Linked DNA regions of Pan troglodytes: region 2 is linked to region 1. Evidence: chromatin contacts called from public HiChIP or PLAC-seq data. All regions are on one chromosome and are shown on one strand. Each heading gives the region's core, a stretch centred on a gene start, on an enhancer-like site or on the middle of the called end of the contact. The rest is flanking DNA. Distances are from core to core; before and after follow the strand shown. Region 1 holds the start of NUMBL (NUMB like endocytic adaptor protein). Region 2 holds the start of ACTMAP (actin maturation protease).

Region 1 (7,286 bases), core at 3,561-6,060:
GGGATTACAGGCACGCACCACCGCACCTGGCTAATCTTTGTATTTTTAGTAGAGATGGGATTTCACCATGACGGCCAGGCTGGTCTCAAACTCCTGAACTCATGATCCACCCACCTTGGCCTCCCAAAGTGCTAGGGTTACAGGTGTGAGCCACCACGCGTGGCCGGATGGGGAGTATTTTATATTTTAGGCTGGGTGGCGGGATTTGTGAGTATTCATTTTACTTTTCTATATCTTTTATTATTCTCTGGATTTTTTTTCTGGGTCTAAAATTTGTTATTGCATAAACAATTAGAACTAAAAAAAAAAAAAAGCCTTCAGCTAGGGGGTCGGTTGGAAATGTGGAGATGAGGCCAGGAGCCCAGTGAGGCAGCCAGGCAGGGACTCTGGCAGGAGCGGGCAGGGTCGTGGCGAGGGAGACAGATCCTGGCTGCCCCAATAGACAGTGAGGGTGTGAATGGGATCCCAGCATTCCTTTCACCATTCCTTGCTTCCAGGTGACCCTGCTGGACTTTGGTGCAAGCCGGGAGTTTGGGACAGAGTTCACAGACCATTACATCGAGGTGAGTCTCCCCCAGACCCCAGGGCCTCTGAAAGGCTGAGGCTCAAGCCATATACTGAGGCAGAGGAGTAAGAAGGCGAAATGCAGTTTCTGGAATTAAGAAATAATAAATAATAGTAATACTCGTAGCAACTAGCACACACCAAGCACTTAATATGTCAGGCTCCATCTTTAGTGCTTACGTATAGGAACCGATATAAACCACACAGCAACACAATGCGAAAAGGGCCGTTTTTAGGCCCGTTTTAGGCCAGATGAAGTAACTGGGTCCTGGAGGGGTTAAGTCACCTGCCCAAGATCACAGCAGACTTGGGATTCAAATTCAGGTGGTCCAGGTCCAGAGCCCAAGCTTCCAACCACTGCCCAGCTCCCTCCTAAGAGAAAGGCCCACAGTGACCATCTTGTCACCTCTCCAGACCCCATGCTGTCCAGGGCCCTGGTGTCCAGCCCAGGTGTGTGTCCCTGGGGGCAACTCTGTCTACAGGAGGTGTTTCCTCACGTACTTGGCTCGTCTCTCCCACCCACTGGGGTCAGTTTGTCTTAGAGGCTGCAGAGAACACCATTTCATTCGTTGTTGAGATTGGACATTTGCCCTGGGTCCTCTAATCATGTAGCCATCAATCTAAACGTTTTCTTTTCCTTTTTTTTCTTTTCTTTTCTTTTTTTTTTAATTGAGACAGAGTCTTGCTCTGTCGCCCAGGCTGGAGTGCAGTGGCTCGATCTTGGCTCACCACAACCTCCATCTCCTGGGTTCAAGCGATTCTCCTGCCTCAGCTTCTCGAGTAGCTGGGATTACAGGCACGTGCCACCACGCCTGGCTAATTTTTGTATTTTTAGTAGAGATGGGGTTTCACCATGTTGCCCAGGCTGGTCTCGAACTCCTGACCTCAGGTGATCCTCCTGCCTTGGCCTCCCAAAGTGCTGGGATTACAGGCATGAGCCCTCCTGCCCAGCCAATCTAAACGTTTTCTGACCCCTCCTCTGTGCCCAGCTCTATTCTAGGCAAAGCTGGAGACACAGCAGTGGCCTGGGCCCAGCCTAGGCCCCTCCTCACAGAACTCATAGTCAGTGAGGCGACAGTGAGGACCTAGCATGGACAGGGCTGGGATGGGGGAAGCACAGGGGACTGTGAGCCCAGAGGAGGAGCCTGAGCCAGCCTGGGGAGCCAAGGAGGGCTTCCCGGAGGAGGGAGTGTCAGCATTGAGACCTGAGGGATGAGGGGGGCCAACTGGGAAAAGGCTCGGAGGGTATTTCAGATAGACAACATGTGCCAAGGCGAGGCAGTGATAAGGGACAGTCCCATTAGAGCAGCATTTCTCAGACTTGGATGTGCATTTGAAGCCTGGCGATCCTGTGCAAGTGCAGATTCTGGTCTGGAGGTGGGCGTAAGATGCTATGTTCTGACACGCACCCATGTGAGGCCAGGGCTACCCGTATGGGGACCACACTGGTAGTAGTAAGGCCCTAGAGGACCCAAAGGAAGCTCCCATTCTGAGTGGAAGGGCAGGTCGGGGGGCAGCACAGTGACGAGGCTGCAGCAAATCACTGCGGATTTTAGAGGCTGCGCTCTACAGCTCGTACTGTATCCAGGTGCCCTGCGGAGCCGTGGAAAAGATTTGAGCAGGGAAGGGATGCAGTCAGAATTTGAAAACTCCCTCTGAATAAGAAGTGGTCTCTAAGCCTGGGGGTGGGAGCTCAGGGCAGCTGTGGAGAGGGGCAGAGGGGTGGCTGGGAGATGCCCAGCTGGCAGTCCATGGGAGCAGACGGGCTAGAAGTTGGGGACAGAGGTGTCTAGGGATCTGGTCTGGGGACTGGTGGGGCCACCTCTGAGACAGGAACAGGAAGAGGAGGTGATAACCCCTTACACACAGGCCCCTTGGGGCCCTCTCTGCCAGCCACTGAGGCACAAAGCTGAGACCCTTCTTCTCCCCACTGACACCCTCCCCTCCCACCCAGACCTGCAGCCTTTGCCACTTTATAAAAGCCCTGGCTTCTGAGGACCACAGGCCTGACAGATGGCCAGACATGCTCGGGCAGGGGGAGCAGAGAGGGAATGGAATTAATCCCGAATCCCCCTCCTCACAAAAAAGGGCAACCCAGTAGTGAGTGGTGTGACCCAGGTTCCACTCCCTACTCCGGGTCTGCTTCCCCTTCTGTGAAATAGGGACCCCCGTGCCCACCTCTTAATAATGGTAGATTATAGTATTTACGGTGCTTCCTGCATGAGACACAGCGCCAGGCACGCCACAGGCATCACCTTCTTTATCCTCCCAACAGCCCCATGAGGCAGGCACTTTTGGCATCCCCACTTCACAGATGAGAAAGTGGAGGCCCAACAGGCCGGCAGGTGGCAGAGCTGGGACGGAACCCTAGCCAGCTGGCCCCAGCTGGGCATCTCTCCATGCCCACAACTCCTGCCCTGTGTGTGTGAGCTCATGGCTGGAGAGCTGCTCTGCTCCACACGCTCATTTGCTAAAGCAAGGTTCACCCAGGGCCTCCTGAGCACCAGACCCTGTGCCCCGTGCGACTAAACCCAACTGGGATCCTTGCTCTCACAGGGCTCAAAGACCAGTGTGGGAGACAGAGAGATGGCCCCTGGCAACTTTGGATGCAGTTCTGGGTCACGCTCATACCCGTCCAGTTGAGTGTTTGGACTCACCAGCAGCCCTGACACTTGTTTCTTGCACTGTTTCACTGTGGCAGTTCCCGGGCAGGCCCCACATTGCCGGCTAGGTGGGCAGGATCCCTAACCACCTCCACTCCCAGGCTCTGGAACAGTCTTTAAGGGAGTCACAGACAGGCAAAGTTGGGAGCAGGAAGCTTCCAGGTGAGGGAGGGCCCAGGCAGATGAGAATGGAGGTGGGTACACGGGAGGCCCAGGCTTCCAGCTCCTCTTCTCCAGAGCCCCCTTGAGCCCCGGCCTTTGTCCCTCTAACTCCCACCCGTCTCCCCAGGTGGTGAAGGCTGCAGCTGATGGAGACAGAGACTGTGTCCTGCAGAAGTCCAGGGACCTCAAATTCCTCACAGGCTTTGAAACCAAGGTGGGGAGACACTGGGGGAGAAAGGGGCTGGTGTCTGTTGGTGGGGTGCAGTGGGGGGCTGCTTATCTCCACTGAGGAACTCGAGTAGGTGATGGGGCATGTCGATACCCGGGGACTGGGGGACTCTAGGAGGGGCTTGTCTCCACTAGGGAGAATGGAGGCTGTGTGTCTATACCTGGGGAGTGGGGGACTCTAGGAGGGATGCTTATCCATGCTGGGGGCTTTGGGGAGGAGTGGGGGGAGGTGGCTGCCTGACTTCTCAGGAACCCTGGGAACATGGGCACCGTGGATCTGTTCAGGAGGGGCGAAGGCCGCTTCTCTGTTGTAGAGAGAGTAGAGGGCTACTTGTCTGTTGGAGGCTCTGCAGGGAAGTGAGGGGTGCTTACTCGGGGAATAGGCAGCTGCTTGTCTAGTCCAGGCTCTGGAAGGAGCGGAAGCTGCTCACTCTTGAGGGAGTCGGGGCTTGTGTTGATGGTGGAGACTGGAGGGAGTGGAGGCTACACGTTGTTTCTGGGTTATGCAGAGGGCTCTATGTCCACACTGGCTGCCTTTGCTCTCCCCCCACCCCCACTCCCAGGCATTCTCCGACGCCCACGTGGAGGCAGTGATGATCCTGGGGGAGCCTTTCGCCACCCAGGGCCCTTATGACTTTGGGTCGGGGGAAACGGCCCGCCGCATACAGGACCTCATCCCGGTGCTGCTGCGGCACCGGCTGTGTCCCCCACCCGAGGAGACCTATGCCCTGCACCGCAAGCTGGCAGGGGCTTTCCTGGCCTGTGCCCACCTCCGAGCCCACATCGCCTGCAGGGACCTCTTCCAGGACACCTACCACCGCTACTGGGCCAGTCGCCAGCCAGACGCAGCCACTGCCGGCAGCCTCCCCACCAAAGGGGACTCCTGGGTGGATCCCTCATGACAGCCTCCATGGGGGATTCAGTCCCCAGAGCAGGCCATACCCTGCTGCAGTGCCTCTTATCCCTTCCCCGTCTGCCCTGGGTCAGAGGAGCCCCCTTGGGCTTCCCAGTCTTGCCTGGCTCTCCTCCTTGGCCCAGGAGCTCAGGATCCCTGGGGCTGGGGAACTCCCAACTTCGTGCCCTAGATCCTGCACCTCCCCACTCGAAAGTGGGTATCCGAAAACTAAGCCAGGGAAGCGGTTAACTTATCTTTGCCAACATTTGAGGGAGCCTTGGGCCGCTGCATGTCGTTATGCAGATCAGACTCATCAGGGGGAGCCCTCACCTCTGCCTCAAGCCTCCCGTGGAAGGCGAGATGGTCCTGGAGGCAGTCCTCACCTCTGCCTCCCTTGCTCCTCCAACAGCTGCCTTCTCCCGGGTTCCAGCCTCTCAGTGTGTTGGAGAGGTAGGGGTGCGGGGTGGGGGGGAGCTGAATCTTCAATCGGAATAAAAGCAGCCCTCCCCTTCCCCCAGCTCTTTTCTTTGCGCTAGGGTTGGGGGGAGAGGGGGAGGAGCTCGCCAGCGGCCTCCAGGTGCAGATGGCCAGCCCCCCTGCACCCCCTTGTCTGAAAGCCTCAGCCCTGCCTGTGCCATCTGTTGCCGGGAACCTCCTTCTCGCCTTCCCCACCCCCCCACGTGCTGACCACCTGCTCTAAGGGCTGTGGCAGCTGAGGCCTCCCCCCCACACAGTGCCTCTTGGCTGCGGGCTCCCTCCCCTCACTCCTGGCAACCTCGCCTTTACTAATGGGCTCTAATGTCCCTGCCAGCTGCTTTGCCAAACCCACAGGATTGGCGTAGGGGGCGGCGGGGGCGCCGTAGCGGCCAGAACCGCGCCCTGGTCCCACCCCGGCGCCCCCGTTCCCAAAGCCGAACCGATCGCGCATCAGGACGCCTTGGTCTGTTCACACCCCCTCCCCTTCCTTGCAAAAAGCGCCTCGTCACCGCTCCTGCCCGCCCCCGCCGGGCTGGGGAACCATGGGGTTAGCGGGAAGATTTGGGGGTGTGGGGCGGCAAGGCGCCTCTAGAAGCAACTCTTTCGGACGCGGAGCTGGAGGGGATCTGAGGTCAGGTGTCACGGAGGGAAAGGGAGCCCAGGCCCGGACGGACCGGGGGAAAGGACTCGGCGATGTTCATAGGCATGCTCAGCTCGGGACTGGCCAATGGGCGTGGCGGGGCGGTGGCCGCGCCGGGGAAGGCGGGATGGTGTCTGCGTGTGGGCGGGGTCTTCAGGCCAAGGGGCGGGACGGGGCCCGGCGAGGCGCCGGGGCGGGGCGGGGCCTTTCTGCATATACGGCAGGCGGCGGGCCAATGGGCGGGGCCGGGGCGGGGAGCCGAGGCCGAGGGACGCTCCCCCGCCCCCGGAACGGAATCCTCCCGGGAGCCGAGGAGGCTCGCGCGCGTGCATCCCGCACCATCCCCCGGCCCCGGGCCCTGGCCGGCGTCAGACCGAGCTGCCGCCGCCACCACCGCAGCAGCAGCAGTCGGGGAGCCAGGCCCAGCCAGGGCCGCGGGAGGCGGGGGCGCCCGGGCCCTGGATGTCCCGCAGCGCGGCGGCCAGCGTGAGAAGGGCGGGAGAGGGGGGCTCGGGTCGGGGGCGGCGCCGCTGCTGATGTGGCGGAGGGTGGGAGGCGGCCGCGGCGCCCGGATGGAGAGAGGGTGCCAAGGCTGGAGAGGGTGGTCCTGGGTGGGGGTCCAGGAACAGGCCCAACAAGCCAAAGCCCAGGAGACCGGGGTCTTGGGCACAGACCCCTGGGCCATCTCTTGCCAAGGCCCTGGAAATAGGGATCCTGGACACAGACCCCCCACAAAACCAAGGACAGGGGTACAGAGATTCTAGGTACAACTCCTAGAACTAGATGGGGATGGAGATGGGGTCGGGGACACAGCCCCCGTATCAAACCAAGGCCTCCAGGAGGCGATTCCAGACACAATCCCTACCTCTCCCTGCCTAAGGGGGTCTCAGCACAACAACTCCCTAGGTACGGTCTCGAGGATGGGGTCACTGGGTACAGCGTTCCCACCACGCCAAGGCTTGGGAGGACTCCAAGCACAGCCTGCCCCCAGGTCTCAGAGGCACCCTGGGCACAGCATCCCCCCAATCCTTGGGCGGTGTCCCAGGCACAGCCACTTCTCAAAACAAGGTCCCTGTGCCTGGGACTCCACCCCACCCCAGCCTGAATAAAATAAGGACAATTTCAGGCAACCCCCAATCCCTCCACCCCCTGGCTTGGTCATGGGTCCCAGGGCACAGGATCCCTAGGCCACCCCCTTTGTCCCCAGGGCTGCCCAGCTGTCCAAGAGTGGCCCCACCCGCAGACAATGCACCGCTTCCCCCTCCTGGCCCTGGCCCTCAGGCTCCAGGATACAGGCTGGGCTGGGGGCGGCTCCCCAGGGACCGGGTGCAGCCCTGTCTTGTCTGCAGCGTCTGCGGTGACGGTGACGGCGGCTTTGTGTGTGGTACCTGGGGGGAAGGAGGGAAGCAAGCGATGGGGAGGTGGCTAGGAGTGTGCCCTGTGTTTGTGTGACTGTGGCTGTGTATGTGTGTGTGTGTGTGTGCACGCGTACGCTGCAGCTGGTGACTGAGGAATCCTGTGTCGTGTGTGTGTGCTTGTGGTGGTGTCTATGATTGTGTCTGTGACCCTAGTATTTGTGTGACTGTGTATGTGTGTGTGACAGCTGCTCACTGTGCAGAATCCTGTACTTTTTAGTCTGTCTGTGTTTGGAGGTGTG
Region 2 (7,560 bases), core at 525-3,024, 59 kb before region 1:
CTCCTGCCTCAGCCTCCCGAGTAGCTGGGATTATAGGCATGCGCCACCATGCCCGGCTAATTTTGTATTTTCAGTAGAGAAAGGGTTTCTCCATGTCGGTCAGGCTGGTCTCGAACTCCCGACCTCAGGTGATCCGCCCGCCTCGGCCTCCCAAAGTGCTGGGATTGATTACAGGGGTGAGCCACCGCGCCCGGCCCCAGTTTCTTAGTTGACGAATGGGAATAACAATAGCCTTCTTCCTACAAGATTGTTGTGAGAATTAAATGTAATCAAGATTTATATGAAAGCACACAGACCAGCCCATGATACAGAGCGTTAGCCACCATTATGGTACATTTTCATTGTGGGCTGATCACTGAAAAAGCCGGTGACCAAGAAAGCCCCAGTCCTTGCCCTCACGGAGTTCAAAGGCCACTGGGAGGAGAGAGAGCCCCACGACAGCTCAGAGGAATCAGGGCTTGATGGGAGATGGTCTCAGCGTACGGGAAGTCAGCGGCAGCCACGTGAAGGGACAAGGCAAGGCTTCCTGGAGGAAGGGTCCTGTGACCTCAAACCTTGTAAGATGAGCAGCAGTGACCACGTTAAAGGGCAGAGTGTAAGATGAACTAATGGAGTGTTGAAGACAGGAAGTAGTTTGTGTAAAGGCCAAGGGGTTAACTCGAAGTTTGGCTGGACAAACACTTAGAAAGAGAGGCGGGTGCAGGGGATGGAAGAGGGGCCAGCCCGTGCGGGACAGTCTGGACTCCGGACTATCCCGAGAACTCACCATCCTTCTTGATCTTCTCATTGAGGTTGTTGATATAAATAGTGTGGTTAGGGCGGGTCTCGGGAACTGCCATGGAGTGAAGTGTTGAGGTAAATCTTAAAGGAGGAAAAACGTGACTTTAGCCCTGGGTTTCTCCAAATCCTTTGTCCCAACGTCGGCTGCTCAAGGATCTTCCTCCGAAAAGGAAGTCAGGTAAGGCGGGAGTAGGGGTAAGGACGGAGGCAAAGCGCGACAACAAAGCGTGCGTAGGACCCGCTTCTCCAGCCCGCGTGCGGAGGGAACTCTCGAGAGATTTACTACGACTTCCAGGATGCTCTACGCGACCCGGTGGGCGGAGCACCCTAAATGGCGATTCCCATTGGCCCAAGCATCCGAAGGGCCGTCCCGGAGAAAAAACCCGGATGTGGGAGCCAGTACAGAAAAAAGGGACAGGTCCTAGGCAGCCTGGCCTCGAGCAGCAAGTTTCCTCAGACGGGCCCAGGAAGGCCCGGACGCCAAGCGTACCGCTCGCCTGCCGCCGATGGTCGTTTGCACCGGAGGTTACCTTCCGACAGGGCCGTAGTTCTCTCAACCGGCGCCTGCTACTTCCCTGAAACCAAACCACAAAGCTTTCTCTCCTGGCCCCGCCTCTGCCTTTCTGCCAGCCAATCGCCGCGCGGAAACGCAGTAGCTTGACCAATCAGAGCAAGTCTCGTTTCTGGGCTCAGCTGTTGCCAATCAAAACGATATTTGGGTTCCCGCCTAGGTAGAAAAAACCCCGCCCCGGTAGAAAAACCCCGCCCCACTCCCTGAAAGCCCACCTCCTTCCGTGGCGCCCGGGTCTACGGACCAATCAGTGAAGGTCACGAGACTGTACGCGTCCCGCGCTGCGGTGTCTTCCGGAGGCAATCCTTTTTGAAGTCCCGCCTCTTACCCCCGCCAGAGCTCCGTTTTCTGTCACGTGATCGCAAAATGGGCGGGAACTGTTGCGTGTAATACCACGTGATATGGGAAAGGCAGTGTGCGGGGGCCGCCATTTTCCGGGAGTGGGAGGTGCACTTTACTTCCTGACTGCTTTCCTTTTTCCACTGGTTATCGCGGCGCCCACCGGCCTCTGATCTCTGAGTCTTCTCCAACCCACAGACGTTTTTTGTTGCTCTGGTTCCAGGACCTTCTCCACAACTAGGCCATTTTCCCTGCCAGGTGTCCTTTTTGACCTCTTGACCTCTGACTCAAAGGTCAGCTCAAAGGTTCCGAACTCGGGCCTGGGATGTGAGGGGGGACTGAACCTAAGTTCTCCGAATCTTTAGCCCTGGGTCCCTAAGTCGCACCCTTAAGGCACCTCACTCTAGATCTGAGCCTTCATATCCCAAACTCACTCAAGAGTTTCCACATCCAGCCCCAAAGAATGAGTTAACTCCTACTAACTCTCCACCTAAGACTCCCGAGGTAACCCAACCGGTACCACAGATCCGGTTCCGGATTTAAGGACCGCACCCTGTTAACCGTCAGGTGCCTTATGACTTGAGTCAGCCTCGCAATTCCTGCTCCCATGGTTTCAAATATTAGCCCTGGTCCTTTCACACCCACTGCTCAGCCCCCAGATTCTGGAACTCAGCTCTTAAACCTTTAAAATCTCCATCCCTGAGACCGTTCTCCGTTGGAGGATCCTTCCCTCCCCGCTTTCTGAACCTCTCAACCCCTCCTGTAGACCCCAAAATGACTTCTCCATGCTCTCCTCCCCTAAAACCACCAATTTCTCCTCCAAAAACCCCTGTACCCCAAGCCAGCAGCATTCCATCTCCTCTTCTACCACCAAGTCCCCTGGACTTTTTAGCTTTACCATCCCCTCCCTGGAGTCAGCAGACCCCTGTTCCCCCACCGCCCCCACTGCCTCCTCCACCCGCTGCCACAGGGCCTGCTCCCCTTCATGTCTTCGGCCTGGAGAAGAGCCAGCTCCTGAAGGAGGCCTTTGAGAAGGCTGGCCCGGTCCCCAAGGGCAGAGAAGATGTGAAGAGGCTTCTGAAACTACACAAGGACCGGTAGGGTCTCCATGCCCCACCCACCACCCAGGCTCTGCCCTAGACACTTCACAGATCTCTTGGCGGGTGGGGGGGTTCCCATGTCCTCAAGATCAAACAGCCTGACTACTTAGGTCCCCCACCTAGATCTCTTCCATGGTGGTGTGCCTCCAGCAATGAAGAAAGCTGTCCTCACAAGTGCCCAGTCCAGTCCGGGTGCTTTGGCTCATGCATGTAATCTCAGCACTTTGGGAGGCCGAGGCGGGTGGATCACCTGAGGTCAGGAGTTGGAGACCTGCCTGACCAATATGGTGAAACCGCATCTCTATTAAAAATACAAAAATTAGCCGGGTGTGGTGGCATGCAACTGTAGTCCCAGCTACTCGGGAGGCTGAGGCGGGAGAATCGCTTGAACCCTGGAGGCAGAGGTTGCAGTGAGCCAAAATTGCGCCACTGCACTCCAGCCTGGAAGACAGAGCAAGACTCTGTCTCAAAAAAAAAAAAAAAAAAAGAGCAAATGCCCAGTCTAGTGAGAGAGACAGATGCCTCCACCTTTCCAGACAGTGACAACCCAGAGTGGTCAGGGCTGTCATGACAAAGCCCAGAGGGGTGTCTGACCCAGGCTGGGGAGTCAGGGGGAGCTTCTTGGAGAAGGGGAACCCTGAGTGCTGTTGAGCAAGTCGTGCAAATGCTGTGTGATGAGAGTATATAGCTTGTGCAGGGGCCTGGAGTGAAATGAGGACATGTTCTATTCAAGGAACTGCAAATATGTCCTTAACTTGCCGGGGGAAGTGGCAAACATGGGGCTGTGAAAGCGGCAGAGCCAGCCCACGCAGGACAGAGCGGGTCGTGCAAAGGGACTGAGACTTTCCTGAGGGCACGGGGGAGCCCTGGAGAGGCTCTGTGCAGAAAAGGAGGCTGCCTGTGGAAGTGGTACTTAGGAGCCTTGAGGAAACTGGGACATCCAGGGACCCAGGTGGGAGGGGAAAGGAGAGTGCCAGACCTAGGCTGGGGCCCTGAGGCTGAGGTTTAGTGATTGCCTGGCTGAAGAAAAGAGGGAGAAGCGACTTGCCAGGACTCACATTGAAACTCCAAGCTTTCCAGACACTTTTTTTTTTTTAATGGAGTTTCCCTCTTTCATCCAGGCTGGAGTGAACTGGCGCCCACCACCACGCCCAGCTAATTTTTGTATTTTTAGTAGAGACAGGGTTTGTCATGTTGGCCAGGCTGGCCTCGAACTCCCAACCTCAGGTGATCCACCTGCCTCAGCCTCCCAAAGTGGGATTACAGGCGTGAGCCACTGCGCCTGGCCTCCGGACACATTTATAACCTTCCCTAAATGCCCCCACTGAGATGAGGCAAATTTAATGCAAATTACAGCCACCTTTTACTGAATGCCTTACCCTATGTCAGGCGCTGTTGTGTTTAAATATTAATTTATTGAATCCTCTCAACAACCCCATGAGGTAGAAACTTTTATTGTCTCATTTTCCTGGTGAGAAAACTGAGGCTCATAGAAGTGAAGCCCCTTAGCTATAATGCCCCTTAGCTATAGTGCAGAAAGAGGAAGAGTCCAATTTGAACTCTGGTAGCAGGGCTCCAAGCTGTTTGTTTGTTTGTTTGTTTGTTTTTGGGACAGGGTCTTGCTCTGTTGCCCAGGATGGAATGCAGTAGCTGGATCACAGCTCACTGCAGCCTCAACCTCCCAGGCTCAAGTGATCCTCCCATCTCAGCCTCCAAAATAGCTGGGACCACAGATGTGCGCCACCATGCCCAGCTAATTTTTTGTACATATATATTTTTTTGTAGATATAGAGTCTTGCTGTGTTGCCCAGGCTGGGTCTTGAATTCTTGGGCCCAAGCGATCTTCTTGTCTCAACCTCCCAAAGTGCTGGAATTACAGGCGTTAGCCACCGCACCCAGCCTGGCTCCATGCTTTTTTATTTATTTATTTATTTAGAGATGGAGTTTCGCTCTTATTGCCCAGACAGGAGTGCAGTGGCGTGATCTCAGCTCACTGCAACCTCCGCCTCCCGGGTTCAAGCGATTCTTCTGCCTCGGCCTCCTGAGTAGCTGGGATTACAGGTGCCCACCACCACGCCTGGCTAATTTTTTGTATTTTTAGTAGAGACAGGGTGTCGTCTTGTTGGCCAGGCTGGTCTCGAACTCCTGACCTCAGGTGATCCACCTGCTTCAGCCTCCCAAAGTGCTGGGATTACAGGCGTGAGCTGCCGTACCCGGCCTCCATGCTTTTAATCATACTTATGTGGTATCATCTTTCATCAGGAGGGTACCCTAAACTAGGAACCAGGAGCTCTGAGTCTGCACCCCCCCCACACCCAAACTGAACCTTGCCTTCTTACCAGCCTTGGAATAGGAATAATAAGCATGGGCCGGGCATGGTGGCTCACGCCTATAATCCCAGCACTTTGGGAGGCCAAGGCAGGCAGATCACCTGAGGCCAGGAGTTCGAGACTAGCCTGGCCAACATGGCAAAACCCTGTCTCTACCAAAAATACAAAAATTAGCCAGAAATGGTGGCACACACCTGTAATCCTAGCTACTCGGGAGGCTGAAGCAGGAGAATTGCTTGAACCCAGGAGGTGGAGGTGGCAGTGAGCCAAGATCGCGCCACTGTACTCCAGCCCGGGCGACAGAGCAAGACTCCATCTCAAAAAAAAAAAGGAGGCCGGGCATGGTGGCTCACGCCTGTAATCGCAGCACTTTTCAGAGGCTGAGGCGGGTGGATCACTTGAGGTCAGCAGTTCGAGACCAGCCTGACCAACATGGAGAAACCCCGTATCTACTAAAAATAGAAAAAAGGGCCGGGCGCGGTGGCTCACGCCTGTAATCCCAGCACTTTGGGAGGCTGAGGCGGGCAAATCACGAAGTCAGGAGATCGAGACCATCCTGGCTAACAGGGTGAAACCCCGTTGCTACTAAAAATACAAAAAATTAGCCAGGCGTGGTGGCGGGAGCCTGTAGTCCCAGCTATTCGGGAGGCTGAGGCAGGAGAATGGCGTGAACCCGGGAGGCAGAGCTTGCAGTGAGCCAAGATCGGGCCACTGCACTCCAGCTGTCTCAAAAAAAAAAAAATACAAAAAATTAGCCAGGCATGGTGGCGCATGCCTATAATCCCAGCTACTCAGGAGGCTGAGGCAGGAGAATCGCTTGAACCCAGGAGGTGGAGGTTGTGGTGAGCCGAGATCGCACCATTGCACTCCAGCCGAAGCAACAAGAGGAAAACTCTGTCCCCCAAAAAAAAAAAAAAAAAAAAAAAAAGGAATGAATCCCTCAGGGCCAAACTATCTGAGTGGCCTCCCCCAGGGTACAAAGATTCACTATCAAGGTGATGTTTTAGGCCTTAAGCATGTTGTTACCTGGTTTTATTCAAAGTTCAGTTAAGGGATTTTCATTGTTGAACAGCCCAAGAAACAGACTTGAAGCGAAAAACAAATCACACAGAGTTTGGAGCCTGGGCAGCATAGCATGATCTCATCTCTACTAAAAATAAAAAGAGTCAGGCATGGTGGCTCACGCCTATAATCCCAGCACTTTGGGAGGCCAAGGTGGGTCGATAACCTGAGGTCAGGAATTCGAGACCAGCCTGGCCAACATGGTGAAACCCCATTTCTACTAAAAATACAAAATTAGCTGGGCGTGGTGGCGCATGCCTGTAATCCCAGCTACTCGGGAGGCTGAGGCAGGAGACCCACTTGAACCCGGGAGGTAGGGGTTGCAGTGAGCTGAGATTGCGCTGTTGCACTCCAGTCTGGGCAAAACGAGCAAAACTCTGTCTCAAAATAAAATAAAATAAAAAGAACTAGCTGGACATGGTGGTACATGCCTATACTCCCAGCTACTCAGGAAGCCGAGGCAGGAGGAATAACTTGACCCTGGGAGGTCGAGGCTGCAGTGAGCTTTGATTGCATCATTGCATTCCATCCTGGGCAACAGAGCAAGAAAAAGAGTTGGAGATAGAGATACCACTTTGAGAAATTTCCTCAGATAAACCTGGTTGCAAAGTGCCACCCTTTGCTCCTCACCCTTCAATAACTGAGAGAGCGAGCAGGGAGCAGGCAGGCAGAAGGACCATTCCCACAAACCAGATGAGGAAACTGAAGCTTGGGGAGGGGAAGTCAGTGACTGAACCAGGAGCCGCCTTCAGCCTTAGGACAGCCAGGCCCATATTCCCTTCATCGTCCCTGGATACGCCCACTCCCAGCCAGACCTCAGGGTAGAGGGTGCTTCAGAGCTGGCTCCCTGGTGACTGAGCATGGCTCTGCTTCAGGTTCCGAGGTGACCTGCGGTGGATCCTCTTCTGTGCAGACCTGCCGTCCCTCATCCAAGAAGGCCCTCAGTATGTGCCCTGATGCGGGAACCCCAGCCCATCTGCTGCCTTTACTCTGCCCTTGCTGGGCTTCTTAAGGACTGATCTGGAGAAGAGGAGTGGATTGTCCCTGCTGGGAGGAGGAGGGAAGGAAAGGGGGAACTTTCCACTCAGGCTTCTGAGTGCCTGCATAGTAAACATAGTTGGGACATGCGAGGAATGAACGAATGAGCCTGGTCCATGTCTCTAACTCCACCTTGGTTCCTCCTCCCAGGAAGCTCAGGTGACCTCTCCCCCGCCTTCCACCCCCAGCCCTCCAGCCCTGGGCTCTCCCCTGAAGGGGAGTCAGGTCTCCCACGCTGGCCTGGGAGAGGGGAGGGGGACTCCTCCAGGGCAGCAAACCTGTTCCCCAACTCCAGCTTCCAGGTAAGGGGGCTGTGACATAGGATTGACAGGCTGGGCCT

The links. HiChIP or PLAC-seq counts read pairs in DNA pulled down with a chosen protein or histone mark.
Region 2: an H3K4me3 HiChIP or PLAC-seq map of stem cell-derived excitatory neurons shows a contact between it and region 1, with 2.5 times the contacts expected there. The contact joins the promoter of ACTMAP here to the promoter of NUMBL in region 1. A contact is called at or near these places in 1 of 7 Hi-C or Micro-C datasets (stem cell-derived neural progenitor cells) and 1 of 1 datasets of contacts at active chromatin or transcription factors (stem cell-derived excitatory neurons).

Annotation. Positions count from the first base shown.
Region 1 is chr20:43,773,855-43,781,140 of NHGRI_mPanTro3-v2.0_pri, reverse strand. It overlaps NUMBL (NUMB like endocytic adaptor protein), which reads left to right and starts at 4,810. Exons shown (of 9, transcript XM_054674145.1): 1 at 4,810-4,962. The coding sequence starts at 4,810. It overlaps COQ8B (coenzyme Q8B), which reads left to right. Exons shown (of 14, transcript XM_054674146.2): 12 at 498-563; 13 at 3,517-3,603; 14 at 4,181-5,024. The coding sequence ends at 4,519.
Region 2 is chr20:43,829,197-43,836,756 of NHGRI_mPanTro3-v2.0_pri, reverse strand. ACTMAP (actin maturation protease) reads left to right here and starts at 1,774. Exons shown (of 8, transcript XM_054674159.2): 1 at 1,774-2,787; 2 at 7,058-7,126. The coding sequence starts at 2,465. SNRPA (small nuclear ribonucleoprotein polypeptide A) reads right to left here and starts at 1,675. Exons shown (of 7, transcript XM_054674163.1): 1 at 1,567-1,675; 2 at 767-1,355. The coding sequence starts at 839.